2 separate regions of the Hordeum vulgare genome follow, and region 1 is linked to region 2. A link is a contact called in public Hi-C data. All regions are on one chromosome and are shown on one strand. Each heading gives the region's core, a stretch centred on a gene start, on an enhancer-like site or on the middle of the called end of the contact. The rest is flanking DNA. Distances are from core to core; before and after follow the strand shown.

Region 1 (5,998 bases), core at 1,838-4,337, 480 kb before region 2:
TGTTCCGAACCTTGCAAAAAGGCTGAGGATTCTGAATGTCATGGATGGTGGAGCAACCTGCCGGGTTTATGAGGAGGGTGTCGAACATTTACCAAGCTTCAGAAGCGACGGAGCAGTGGAGAAGAATAAGACAATTCCTTATAATGTAGTGTTAAGCTTGCCAAGTAGTTAGCAAATATGTAGAATCTTAGCTAAGTATACTTTTGTAGCACCACCAGAAGATAAATTGATATCACCAAGCCCGAGTCATGAGTCCTCATTCGCTGCCGAACACATCGCACGTCGCCAGCCTCATCATGTTGTTGCTTGCTGACGCACGCGCTCCAACTCCACCGCCACCGCCATGGCCAAGGACATCGCACGAGGATGACCTGACGGTGCTGGAGAACCTCGTGGGCTTCAACGCCATCGCGAAGGCCAGGGACAAGATCACGCACAACCTCCTTCACTGTGGCCTGGCCGGCTCTGACTAGGGGAGGAGCGCCGCCAGGCTACGGAATACGAGGAGGAGCGCCGCCAGGCTACAAAATACGAGGAGGAGCGCCTTCGTGGACGGAGACAATTGGAAGGACGAAAAAATAATAAAAAAGATCGCGAGAAACTCGTCAGAATTTGACGGCGGGAGGTCGGCAGGGCTGCGGGGTGTCGGCGGTGGCAAGGAGGGCGGTGCCAGAGTGGATGCGGCCGAGAGGGACAGAGCGGTGGGGGAGAATGGGTGCAAATTGTTTTTACTCCACAAGTGGGCAGATGAGTATATTTACTTCCCAGAGAGGCTGCGAAATTATCCTCCTCTAACCGTTGTAGGGGATTGGTTAGAGATCCTCTAAGCAACGTGGGAATTTTGGAACTGCCGCAGTGGTTATTTTCTCAATTGACTTGCTTCGATTACGAAATAACACTTCACACGAAAATGGACTGGAATTGTTCTTTGCACACACTGAAAGTAGAGCACAAAAGCAGAGCCTGAAGTTGCTGAATTATTTGCAAGGCGCCATATACAGTAACACACAAATACTATCTTACGCAGCAGATTCTTTTTAAAAGAAAACAAAAATATGTCCATGATATATGCCAAGAGACGTCAATTGCTACTTAATTGAGAAGTCATCTTCCTCGATGCCTTATAATTGCTTACTTATATCTGAGGATTCATTCTCATTTCCTAAAATTGGTAAGGCCTGTTACAGTTTGGAGGGCCTATTATAGCGTCTCAAAAAACTACTCCCTCTGTATCTAAATAATTGTAGTTGGAGAGAACTAGTCTAGTTCTCTTGTTACGAAAAAGGGTTTCCCCCGCTTTGTATTACAAAGCAACCAACCGATACAGCCAACGATAGGTGCTGGGGTGGAAGCAGCACACTCACGCCCAAAAGAAAAGCAAAAGAAAACACAAAAGAAACAAATGCCGACACCGGTGGATCGACAAAAACGGAGAAGCCTCGCGATCTCCCACCAAGCTCCAAGACTCCGAAGCGCCGGTACCAATCAACACCTCCAAGAAGGACCGCGACGATGACGACGCTGCTGACAAGGGTTTCCTCCGGTACGCGATGAGGCGCGAGGAAGGGTAGCCCCTGAGACCCTCCAGGAAGGTTTGGCAACACCCACAGGCGCCGCCGCGTCGGTGTCGGCCAAGCCGATAGGGGTTTCCCCCGATCCCAACCTGCACCTCGAGCGCTACGGAGCCTGCCACCAAACCGACCTTCATCCTGCGTCAACACAGTCTTGAAGCCCCCACGCCGTCTCACCACGACACTGTAAGGTGAGGCCTGCACAACGACGAAAAGGACCCGGGACTAGGGATAGCAGCACCGTCGGCATGTGGGAGGGATCAACCTCCACCGCCAACGACGATCGCCGGCCGGACGCAATAGCAGGAGCATACCAGGCCCGTGGGCCCATAGGCCTGGCCGGGATCTCACAGCCCATGAAGCTCTCGCCATCGCGCTGTAGCAGGCACGCCGTCGGCGTCACCGTCTCCCGCCCAAGCTGCTCCTCCTCACCACGCATAGACGAAGCCGCGTCGAGAGTCAGCCAGTTAGGACCCAGATGGGGCCTGCAGGGCCCAGATCTAGGCCGGCCGCGACGCCAGCCACCCCGCACAACCACTCTGCCTTGCCGCCAAAGAGCAACGCCGCCACCTCGCTCGCTGCCGGCCACCACCGCCGGGTCTCCGTACCACTGCCTAGCCGAGCATCACTGCAGTCAGCACCCATCGCCTGACGACCAGGGTCACCAGGTCGCGCCGCTCCCATCCCTCGTCGTAGGGCGCCGTCGTGCGCCAGATCCGCAGCGACAGCGCGCCACACCGCCCGGCGCCCACGCTGCGCCCTAGCCGGAGAAGACGGCCCACGCCACGCCACATCCAGCAGGGAACACGAGCACCCCGCCGCCGGTGGCTCCGATCGAGCTTTGCTCTGCCGAGCCCCCCTGCAACGACAGGGGAGGGGGGAGGGGGGGGTTGGGGGCGGAGACCGGCGAGCCCCCGTCGCCTCACGGGCGGCGGCGCGGAAGGGGATATGGTTTCGAGGACTGTCCTTCTATGAGTGTGCCCCCTTCAGTCTAGTTGTCTCCAAATACAAAGGGAATAGAAACTTAGTAAGGCCGGCCGCTTAAAATCTCACAGAACGATTTTTAAAAGCAAAATTGAAGACCCCTTAACCCAAATTTGGAAAAGGATGTCGGGAGTTGGTTGAAGAAGGCAGGCAGGATGTGGATATTACCATGAAAAGGATTACGGTGGTGTCAACCGGGACCTGGAAAGCCCTCACTCTGTCGAAGTCGACGAGATCAAAATAGAAGCCCCCGCTCCCAATCTGCGACCGCAAATCTTCGTCCCTCGCCACCTGGAGGAAGAGACGAAGCCACCCAATTATCAGGATCGGTTCGGTTTACCCTCGAAGCAAAGCTGCGGGAGGAAAGGGAGCAAGAGCATACATACCCTGATAGTCCGATGATCCTGCGCCATGGCAGCGGCGGCGACGGGGAGAGCTTCCGCCAGTCTGTTGGGTGTTTTGCCTTTTTGGCCGGCGCCGCGCGCTGCGGCCGCGGATTGTTGCCGCTGAAAAGGGAAACGTACGGAATTGTGTATGGGAGAAGCAGAAGTACCTTCCAGGGAAAAAAAATAAAGAGAGAGGGAGGTAACGGGGCTGGGCCTAAGTCAGAGAGAGGGGTTCCAATGGGCCTAAATGATAGCCCAGCCCGTTTAATATTTCCGGTGTCCCACGGGCCACGGGTCCGATCCAGCCGCCTGCTTCGACCTGTCTTCTCTTCTTCACGAGGAAGAAAGGATACAGAGGGAGCGAGACCACCATCCCCAGCCCCAGCCCCAGCCGAGCCGAGGTCTTCCTCCGACGAGCGAAACAAAGCCGCATCAACCCCCCACGCGAACCGATGGACGCGGGCGCGGCGGCGGCGGCCGTTGGAGGGGACGGAACGCAGAGGACACTGTAAGCACCCCCACTCCCACCCCCGATTCCTCCGATCTGGTTTCCCCCTTGCTTGTCTGTCTGTTCCGGTGCTCGCGTCGCCTGGCAGTGGGTTGCGATCCGGAGGCTCGACTACGAGGCGCCCGGTCAGGCGGCCGGGCGGATCTAGCTAGGGGTGAGGGAGGAAACTAGGGTTTTGCCGGTGGCGATGCGATTTAGAATGCGATGTGGGACGGCGCGTTATCCGTGAGAATCTGCTAGCGGAGCTTGCTCTGTGGAGCTTCTTATGCATTGACAGTATGGATGAATTTCTTGGTGGTGTTGATGTACACGCCTCTAGTTAGTCTCAGCTCATGACGAACCAGCCCAACAGTTGCAAATGCTTTTTACATACATTTATTTTTGTGAACTTGTTTCCACAGCTTGTTGTCTGAAATTTTTACCTTGATAGAATGGATCAATTTTTTGGTGTTAGTATATATAGAAGCTTCTCATTTGTCTCAGCTTATGTTAACTAGCCCAACAGATATAATAGCCTTCTGTGATTGTAGAAGATGGTCATAACAATTGTGTGCATGCTAATTGTTTTATTTTGCGAAATACCTTCATTATCCAAGTTGTCTCATAGTGTGCAACTGCAACTTTTTTCCTGGTGCCATGTTTTGTGTCTTTCAGTAAATTTGTATATGCACGTGATTAACTCTTGATGCCTTATTGCATCATCAGGAACCCTTATGTGACTGGTAACTCGGTGATTGCAATGAAATACAAGGATGGTGTGATCATGGCATGTGATACTGGAGGTTAGTTGCCACTTCTTCTGCACAGGTAAATGTAGCTCCAGTGGCATGGAAGTCATTATGTACTTTCTTGTGCAGCCTCTTATGGGTCAACCTTGCGATACAAGAGTGTGGAGCGTATCAAGGAGGTTGGAAAGCATAGCCTTATTGGAGGGAGTGGGGAGTTCAGTGATTTCCAGGAGATTTTGCGCTATCTGGATGAATTAACGTAAGTTGCCTTTGGTGGTGGTTAGCTCATGTTTTCCTTCTCTCTGCTATGTAAAATCCATTGACATGTTCATCTCTCTTCCTTTTCAGTTTGAACGATCATATGTGGGATGATGGGAACTCATTGGGCCCCAAGGAAATCCATGCCTACCTGACAAGAGTAATGTACAACAGGCGCAATAAGTTTGACCCTCTATGGAACTCCCTGGTGCTTGGTGGAGTGAAAAAGGGCCCAAAGGGCGATGAGAAGTATCTTGGCATGGTATATTATTCGTTCAAAAGAACAGTACTGTTCCTTTTACTGCTGCCGCCTGCCGGTTTGTCAGCATTTTATCTTATGCCTATTTTTTGGTGTTTAGGTTAACATGATTGGTACACACTTTGAGGAGAATCACATTGCCACTGGATTTGGGAACCATATGGCAATCCCAATCCTTCGTGGTGAATGGCGTGAGGACATGACTTTTGAAGAAGCTGTTAAGCTCATTGAGAAGTGCTTGCTTGTCCTGCTGTACCGTGACCGATCATCTATCAACAAATTCCAGGTTACAGCTTGTCATTCTTATTAGTGAACTCACGAACGCCTAGTAGAAAGTTTGCCAGATTACGGCTTGCAGCTACTGAATTGTTGTAACGTTATGGTTTTGCACGACAGATTGCCAAGATCACGACCGAGGGATCGACCATCTACCCACCGTATGCCCTGAAGACCAACTGGGGGTTTGCTGCCTTTGAGAACCCGTCCAAGGGTGCTGTAGGAACATGGTAGGCCATGAGCTAGGAAACGAAGCAAACTGTGCTGCTGAAACAGTTTCAGCCCTCGTGAGCGTTTGATCCGAATACGACTGAACTCCACATTTGCTCTGTATGACATGTTTATAATTTGACTTAAAGTCTTGTGAACGTTTAAGGTAAATCTTGTCTTGTATGATGATGCCTCTTCACTCTAGGTCAACCTGGAGTGCTGGCCGAGGGTGCCTGCTCGCAAAGACGTGCTCCCTTTGACTTGTTTTGGCTGCCCTTTCATAGTCGAAACCTGTTCATTTTTCTCTTGAAGATAATTTTTTTCGTGTCGTTTGTCGGTCCTTGGCTTGTTGCACCGTTCACCCAAGATCACCATGGTGGCAGAAGTAACGATTCATGACGGCATTTACAATCTGGAGCAACAGTTTGGACCCCTCGACAGGAGCAACAAAAGATAGTGTAGTTGGTCGATGTGGTGCTGAATGTGGTGTAAGCTTTTGGATCTAGTAACTACGTGCGTGTGTGCTCTTTCTTAATTCCATCTTTCTCATGCTTCCTTAATTTGTTGGTGTGTGTGTGAGGTCGTTGTCTCTAAGTGTTATCGTTTGTGTTGGTAAGGAGGTGGTGCATTACATATGACGATGTATTTTTTTTTTTTTGCGAGGTCATATGATGTGTGAGATAGACCATTGCCGTGGTGTTCTCTTCTGAGTAACATCTACCGTCTTGCTCAAAAAAAGTAAGAAAAGGGGTACTGTAAAATCTACCGTCAAATTGGATGATCCTTAGCCGACTATCGTGGAACACAGGAACAGATGC
Region 2 (6,135 bases), core at 167-2,666:
CCGGCGACTCCATCACATTCATCGCTTACACGGTTGAGCGGAGAACATGCCTTCGAAACCATGCTTCTTTGTAACCTATACGGGAGAAGGCCGGTTAGGTTTTTGGGGAGCGATCATACACGACTGCTCGCCTCTGTTCGACTGCTTCCTCTATGTTTGTGTCGCCTTCGTCATCACCATGTATTCGCCAACCAACACTAACCGTGTCATCATTGAGAAGATCGAAGCCGACAAGAAGGTAGCCGATGAGGCTGCCACCTCCACTGTCACGGCTATGGCCAGCTGGCCTATTGGAGGGTATAACACGTTTATCCCGCTTTTGTTTATTTCTGTTGTATCATTACTAGCGCTATACGTAGATGTATTTGTTGTAAGAGTAGTATGTGTTTGCGTGGTCAAATTATCAGCTTATCTATATTTCTGTTAATGCCATGCTAGTGATTTACTCATGGATTAGTTTAATCGAGAAATTGTATATTTACTCAACACTTACATGGAGAAAATCATTATATAACTATTTACAAGGAGAAAAGACTTTGGATACGGATATGTCCTCGGATCCATCAGCCGGCGTGAAGGATAAAAGATAAAACTCGCCTACAAAGTCGAAGATCATGAAGTTGTTCTAAGGAAACAACTAGAGTTCTCGGCTTGAAGACAAGTTAAAGGGCTACTTACGGTGTCCTGAATTAAGGGGTGCACACCACGTCGGACCGTTGTTATTGGGTTGTGTTGAGGATACCCCGACAACTAAAAAATTGGGCCCGCATGCCCTGGTCCTCGGTGTACTCAAGATGAAACCCTCCGAAGATTTGGTGTATGCTTCAAGGCATATTTGAATGATCGACATGCTATCCCTAGTTATAACAGGCATACTTGTAACCCTGCATAATTCGGAGCCTATATAAACCGAGGGGTTTAGTCTATAAAAATAATGCTTTTAGACAAAAAGCTCATTCATACTATTCCTAGGTATATCATTCTGTATTTTATACCTCATCCATAATCGATACAATACAATCAAGATGTAGGGTTTTACCTCTTAAAGGAGTGACGAAGCCACACTTCAGCTGGATAGTCATTTCGCTACATAACTTTTTGCATGAACGACGTATATCAAGTACTCCCTCCGTTTCTAAATATAAGTCTTTTAAGCGATTTCATTAGATGTCTACATACGGAACAAAATGATTGAATGTAAATGCTAAAATATGTCTATATACATACGTATATAGTCCACTAGTGAAAACTCTAGAAAGACTTATATTTAAGAACAGAGGAAGTAGAAACCATGTCAAAAATAATTAAGAATGCATACATGTGACTGCACAACATCAAATTGACCACATATGATCTGATTTTGGCACCTCCACTGTCTTAGAGAGGTTATGATCCTATGTAAAACATCGTGTGTGTTTTTTTGTCATGTTATCATCTAATCAAGGTCCACCAGTTCAAGACCCGCTACATAAGATTCGTCGGTTTTAGCACCGACACTTGTAACTACCACTGAGTACAACGTCCTCCTGTTCGATTCCCGCTTTCACCGGCGAAAAGAGTTGGAGATCTAGTGGTGGTGGTTTGGAGGACGAGAAGAGGGACGAGAAACGACACCATTAGTGGAACGAAATTGCCTATGCACACACAATTTGCAGGGCCGTTGTCCCACGACCTTGTGATCGATGGCTGCGGTCGAGAGTGAACCGAGGTGATCGATTGCTGCTATTATATCTTGTCGTACAGAAATCGGACACATCCCAATTGTTTGTATATCAGTTCTCTTTGTGGAAAGAAAAGCAAGCTCTTATCATTTAATTAATTATCACTGAAATCTCTTATACGTGTGGAACGCAGAGCAGTCCAGCATGACCGCCCGGCCATCCCCCGCCACTAAAATCCAAGCCCTCCACCAGGCGCCAGCACCACCGGCCGTTGCATGACAGACCAAGAAAACCATCATTGTTCGCACCAACCCACCCAACAGAGAGAGCAAAGCAAGACACCGCACGGCACGACACTCTGCCAGTGCCCTGCTTCTGCTGGGAGTGGCGTCCATCGGCCGGCATGTCGACGCCGGGAGGCGTGTCGGGGACGAGGGCGTCGCAGCACGGGGGCGACGGCGGCGGGTGCTGCAGCTCCAGCGGGACGCTGGAGCTCGTGGCGGCGTTCACGGCGGTGTGCCTCGCACTCTACGGGGTGATACTGTACCTCAACTACCTGTACGTGCGGTGGAGCGGGCGGGACGGCGTGCATCGGACGGCATCCGGCACGGCAGCCGGTCCGGCAAGGAAGAGGACCGGCGGAGGGGGCCTCGACAAGGCGGCGCTGGCAGCCATGCCGGTGTTCAGGTTCAAGGCGGAGGCGTGTGGCGACGGCAGCGAGGTAAGGGAGGAGTGCGCGGTGTGCCTGAGCGCCATGCAGGACGGCGACGCGGTGCGCGCCCTGCCCGGGTGCAGGCACGCGTTCCACGTCGGCTGCGTCGACGTCTGGCTGCGCGCGCACGCCACCTGCCCCGTCTGCCGCGCGCGCCCTGCTCTCCCGGTTCCGGCGGCGAAGGACGGCTCCAAGAGGGCGGAGGCCGCCGGACGGGAGCCGGGCCTGGAGAGCCCGGTATAGCATGCGTGCGACACGCCGCCAGCCCGGAGCTGCCGGTATGGCTCGAGGTAGTTAGCTGCTGCATAGGGGTTGCTTCATAGTCTTCCCTTCTTGGAAGCGTGGATGGATGGCTACCGCTGCTTCATGGTTATCCATTTAGTACACGATTTTTGCGTTAGCTTGCTTCAGTCGGGACAGATAATTTCGTGCCGGGACTTTGAAATTATACTCCTACTTGACTTTTGCATTGCTGATGGGTGAAGAGGTTCTCGAAATCACATTGTAATTAAATTTGTATTGGATGTATCCGTATGATATAGCCCCCTTTTTCCCCGAATTTCAGGAATTACCAATCTGGACACGTAGTGACATGGCAGGGGACATCTCTTGGTGCTAATTTACAGGATGGCGAGACAAATGGTCTTTAGTTAAACCTATGGTCTAGGCAATTGGAGCACTGTTAGTTAGGAGTAATTAATAACAAAGCTAGTTGTATTGCCATGGTGACCAGTCAGGTGAGGAAATTGTGGAAGGATGACCTGTATGCACGGCTGAAAGGGACACTACAATTCCTTCAGTGTTAAATACTACTTCTTCCGCCTTGTAGAGATTATACTATAAACTAAATATATAGACATATTTTATAGTGTAGATTTACTTATTTTACTTTATATATAGTCTATAAAAAACTTTAAATGGTTTTATATTTAAAAACAAAGGAAGTAGTACATTTTTTAATCCCATGTGTGAGAGTGGCCAGATATGGATGAGACTGAGGCTTATCATTATCTTATATAGACGACCCCACTAACAATCATTAATTGTTATTTTGGTGCGTTCATGTGAAATCATTAGTTAGCGAATACATCTTTTAATGATTACTCTTACTTTTACCGGTTGTGAAAAGTGGCGCATTGCATGAGTGCCACTTGTTGCAACCTGAGTTTTTTTTTTTTCGTAGATCCGTATTTTAAAAACGTTTTATCTTCTAAACCATGCGTCCAAATCTCGATCCGTTTTCACTGTTGTCTTTCTCACGTCGAGATCTTCAAAACTAGATCCCATGTTTATAGATTTTAACGAACTTTTTTTCATGAAAAAAAACAGAAGAAAAAAACCGGACGAAAAAATCGGGCCTCACGCGATAGGAAAAAACAGAAAACGCGTTTTTTTCCTTTTCAAGAGGCAAGAGTCGTGCCTCTTGCAAAGGCAAAACCATGCCTCTCGCGAAAAAAAGATAGCAGAAAACGCGTTTTTTTCCTTTTCGGGAGAGGCACGGGTGTGCCTCTCGCAAAGGCAAAATCGTACCTTTCGCGGAAGCAAAACCGTGCCTCTCGCAAAGAAAAAACATAAAACACGTTTTTTCCTTTCGGGAGAGGCACGGGCGTGCCTCTCGCGAAGGCAAAACCATGCCTTTCGCGTAAGCAAAATCATGCCTCTCGTAATAAAAACATAAAAAGCGTTTTTTTCCTTTCCGAAAGGCACGGGCGTGCCTCTCACGAAGGCAAAACCGTGCCTTTTGTGAAAAGAAAACCGTGCTTCTCGCAAAAAAAGAAAACACGTTTTTTCCTTTTCGAGAGGCACGGCCGTTCCTTTCGTGAAGGCAAAATCGTGCCTCTTGCTGAGGCAAAACTGTGACTCTCGCAACAAAACAGAAAACGAGTTTTTTCGCCTAAAAAAAAGAAAACGTGTTTTTCCGAGAAAAATTTCGTCCAAAAGTTACCAAAGACCGATGAAAAACCATGACATCAAAACTTTTGGAAAAAAACACTCAAAAAAAGCGAAAACGCGTGCGAAAAAATAAAAAAAAATCCGAAGAGAACGCTCAGAGCATGACGCGTGGCGGCTGCTGGAAACGCGCCAAGTGGAGATGCGCAGGAGCAATCGATGGAAGGCTCTCGAGAAGCGTTCGTTAACTAGTTGCTCCCTCCACGTCCCATCCACGTCCCATTAATTATTTGTAGCCATCTGATTCAAAGGGTGCGCTGTAGATTTGTCCTATTCCGGTCACCTACGTTTCCCTTTGCCATCGGCCCATCATCAATAAAATTCTTTATCCTATGAAATAAATAAATAAGGATACCCCTTGCACTGGTAACTTTCACTTTTTTATTTTATTGATAAGTGGCGCACATGCCCTTGTCGCAAGTTGGGTATTTGTTTTTCCTTTTTTTAGTTTTTTTTAATGTTTTATATTTTCAATCGTGAGTGTAAATCATGAATAATTTTCACTATTGAATTTTCTTGTGCCTCGATCTTTGAAACTAGATTCATTATTAGTATGTTTTGATGATTTTTTTTTCTTCATAGAAAGAACCGCAAATACATGGAGACCAAAATATTAGAAACAAATAAACTAAAAGTCAAATCGACGAAAAGGAGAAAATGAAAACCAAAAAAGGAAACAAAAAAATATACCAGGGCATAGATTTGCCCGGGCCGGGCCAAAAAAAGCCCGACGATGAGAACCCAGGCTCGAGCCCGGCCAAATCCGATTGTTCGGCCCAAACCCGGGCCGAGCCCGAAGAAGCCCGAATGGGCCTGACAAACCCGGCCTGACCGCGGCTTAAATTACGAACCCCTTAAGCCCGACCATCGGGCTTAAATACCAGGCCCGAGCCCGGCCGGATCGCAAGTTTAGGCCCGGCCCGACTCGGGATTTTCGAACGGGTCGGGTCGGGTCGTCCAGACCGGGCTATTCATGGCCAAGTATACGTGGAAGCACAGTTGTGAATTTCAAAAAAATGGAACCAAAGTCGTGCTTTTCTGTTTTCGAAAAGCATAGTTATGCTCGTCGTGAAAGCACAGACTGGGCTTCTTCTTTTTTTTTTTTGAAAAAACAAATGTGATTTATCCTTTCCAAAGAGCACAGGTGAGCTTCTCGCATATGAAAAAAGGCACATCTTCCTGAATAAATAAATAAATAATTGTCGAAACCTAAAAAGCAAGCAAAAGCTAAAAGGCCGAAAAAAGGCACATCTTCCTGAATAAATAAATAAATAATTGTTTCCGTGTTTACTTTCTTTCTTCTCAGTTATTTTTATTTTTTCTATTCTTTTTTCAACTGTTGTACTTTTGTTTCTTTTTTTTACTCTTTGGTTTTCTTTTGTTCCAGTCTTAGCTTTCCTTTGTTTTTCTAATGTGTGTTTACATTTTGTAAACATTGTTCATTGTTCATAGAAGTCAAGAACATTTTCTTAATAGACACTTAACATTTTTAAAATGTTATTAATTTTTTTTCCAAGTAAATGTTTCATTTTTAATGTATTATACACTTTGTACATGTTGGGTATACATCTAAAATATTTTTTAATACATGTTTAACATTTTTCGTATCTATGACTATTTTTTTTAATATATGTGTTGATGTCAAATATTTTCGTACACAACATACATTTATCAAATACATCTGATATAAATTTGTATACATGTCTAACGTTTTATATACACATCTAACATTTTTTAAATATATGATTAAATATTCTAAAATATATTTTTATGTCTACTTTTTTTATTAAATCTATATTTTTGTATACATCA

Evidence for each region. Hi-C and Micro-C count contacts between places; a contact is called where the count stands out from the background.
Region 1: a Hi-C map of leaf shows a contact between it and region 2, with 3 times the contacts expected there. The contact joins the promoter of LOC123447928 here to the promoter of LOC123451226 in region 2. A contact is called at or near these places in 2 of 6 Hi-C or Micro-C datasets (leaf and seedling) and 1 of 1 datasets of contacts at active chromatin or transcription factors (embryo).

What each region holds. Positions count from the first base shown.
Region 1 is chr4H:74,788,649-74,794,646 of MorexV3_pseudomolecules_assembly, reverse strand. It overlaps LOC123447928 (ubiquitin C-terminal hydrolase 12-like), which reads right to left and starts at 3,087. Exons shown (of 14, transcript XM_045124658.1): 1 at 2,942-3,087; 2 at 2,724-2,846. The coding sequence starts at 2,968. LOC123447929 (proteasome subunit beta type-4-like) reads left to right here and starts at 3,250. Exons shown (of 6, transcript XM_045124662.1): 1 at 3,250-3,449; 2 at 4,155-4,231; 3 at 4,307-4,436; 4 at 4,526-4,697; 5 at 4,795-4,980; 6 at 5,091-5,351. The coding sequence starts at 3,394. The coding sequence ends at 5,204.
Region 2 is chr4H:74,304,391-74,310,525 of MorexV3_pseudomolecules_assembly, reverse strand. It overlaps LOC123451226 (RING-H2 finger protein ATL74-like), which reads left to right and starts at 1,416. Exons shown (of 1, transcript XM_045128235.1): 1 at 1,416-2,932. The coding sequence starts at 2,065. The coding sequence ends at 2,616.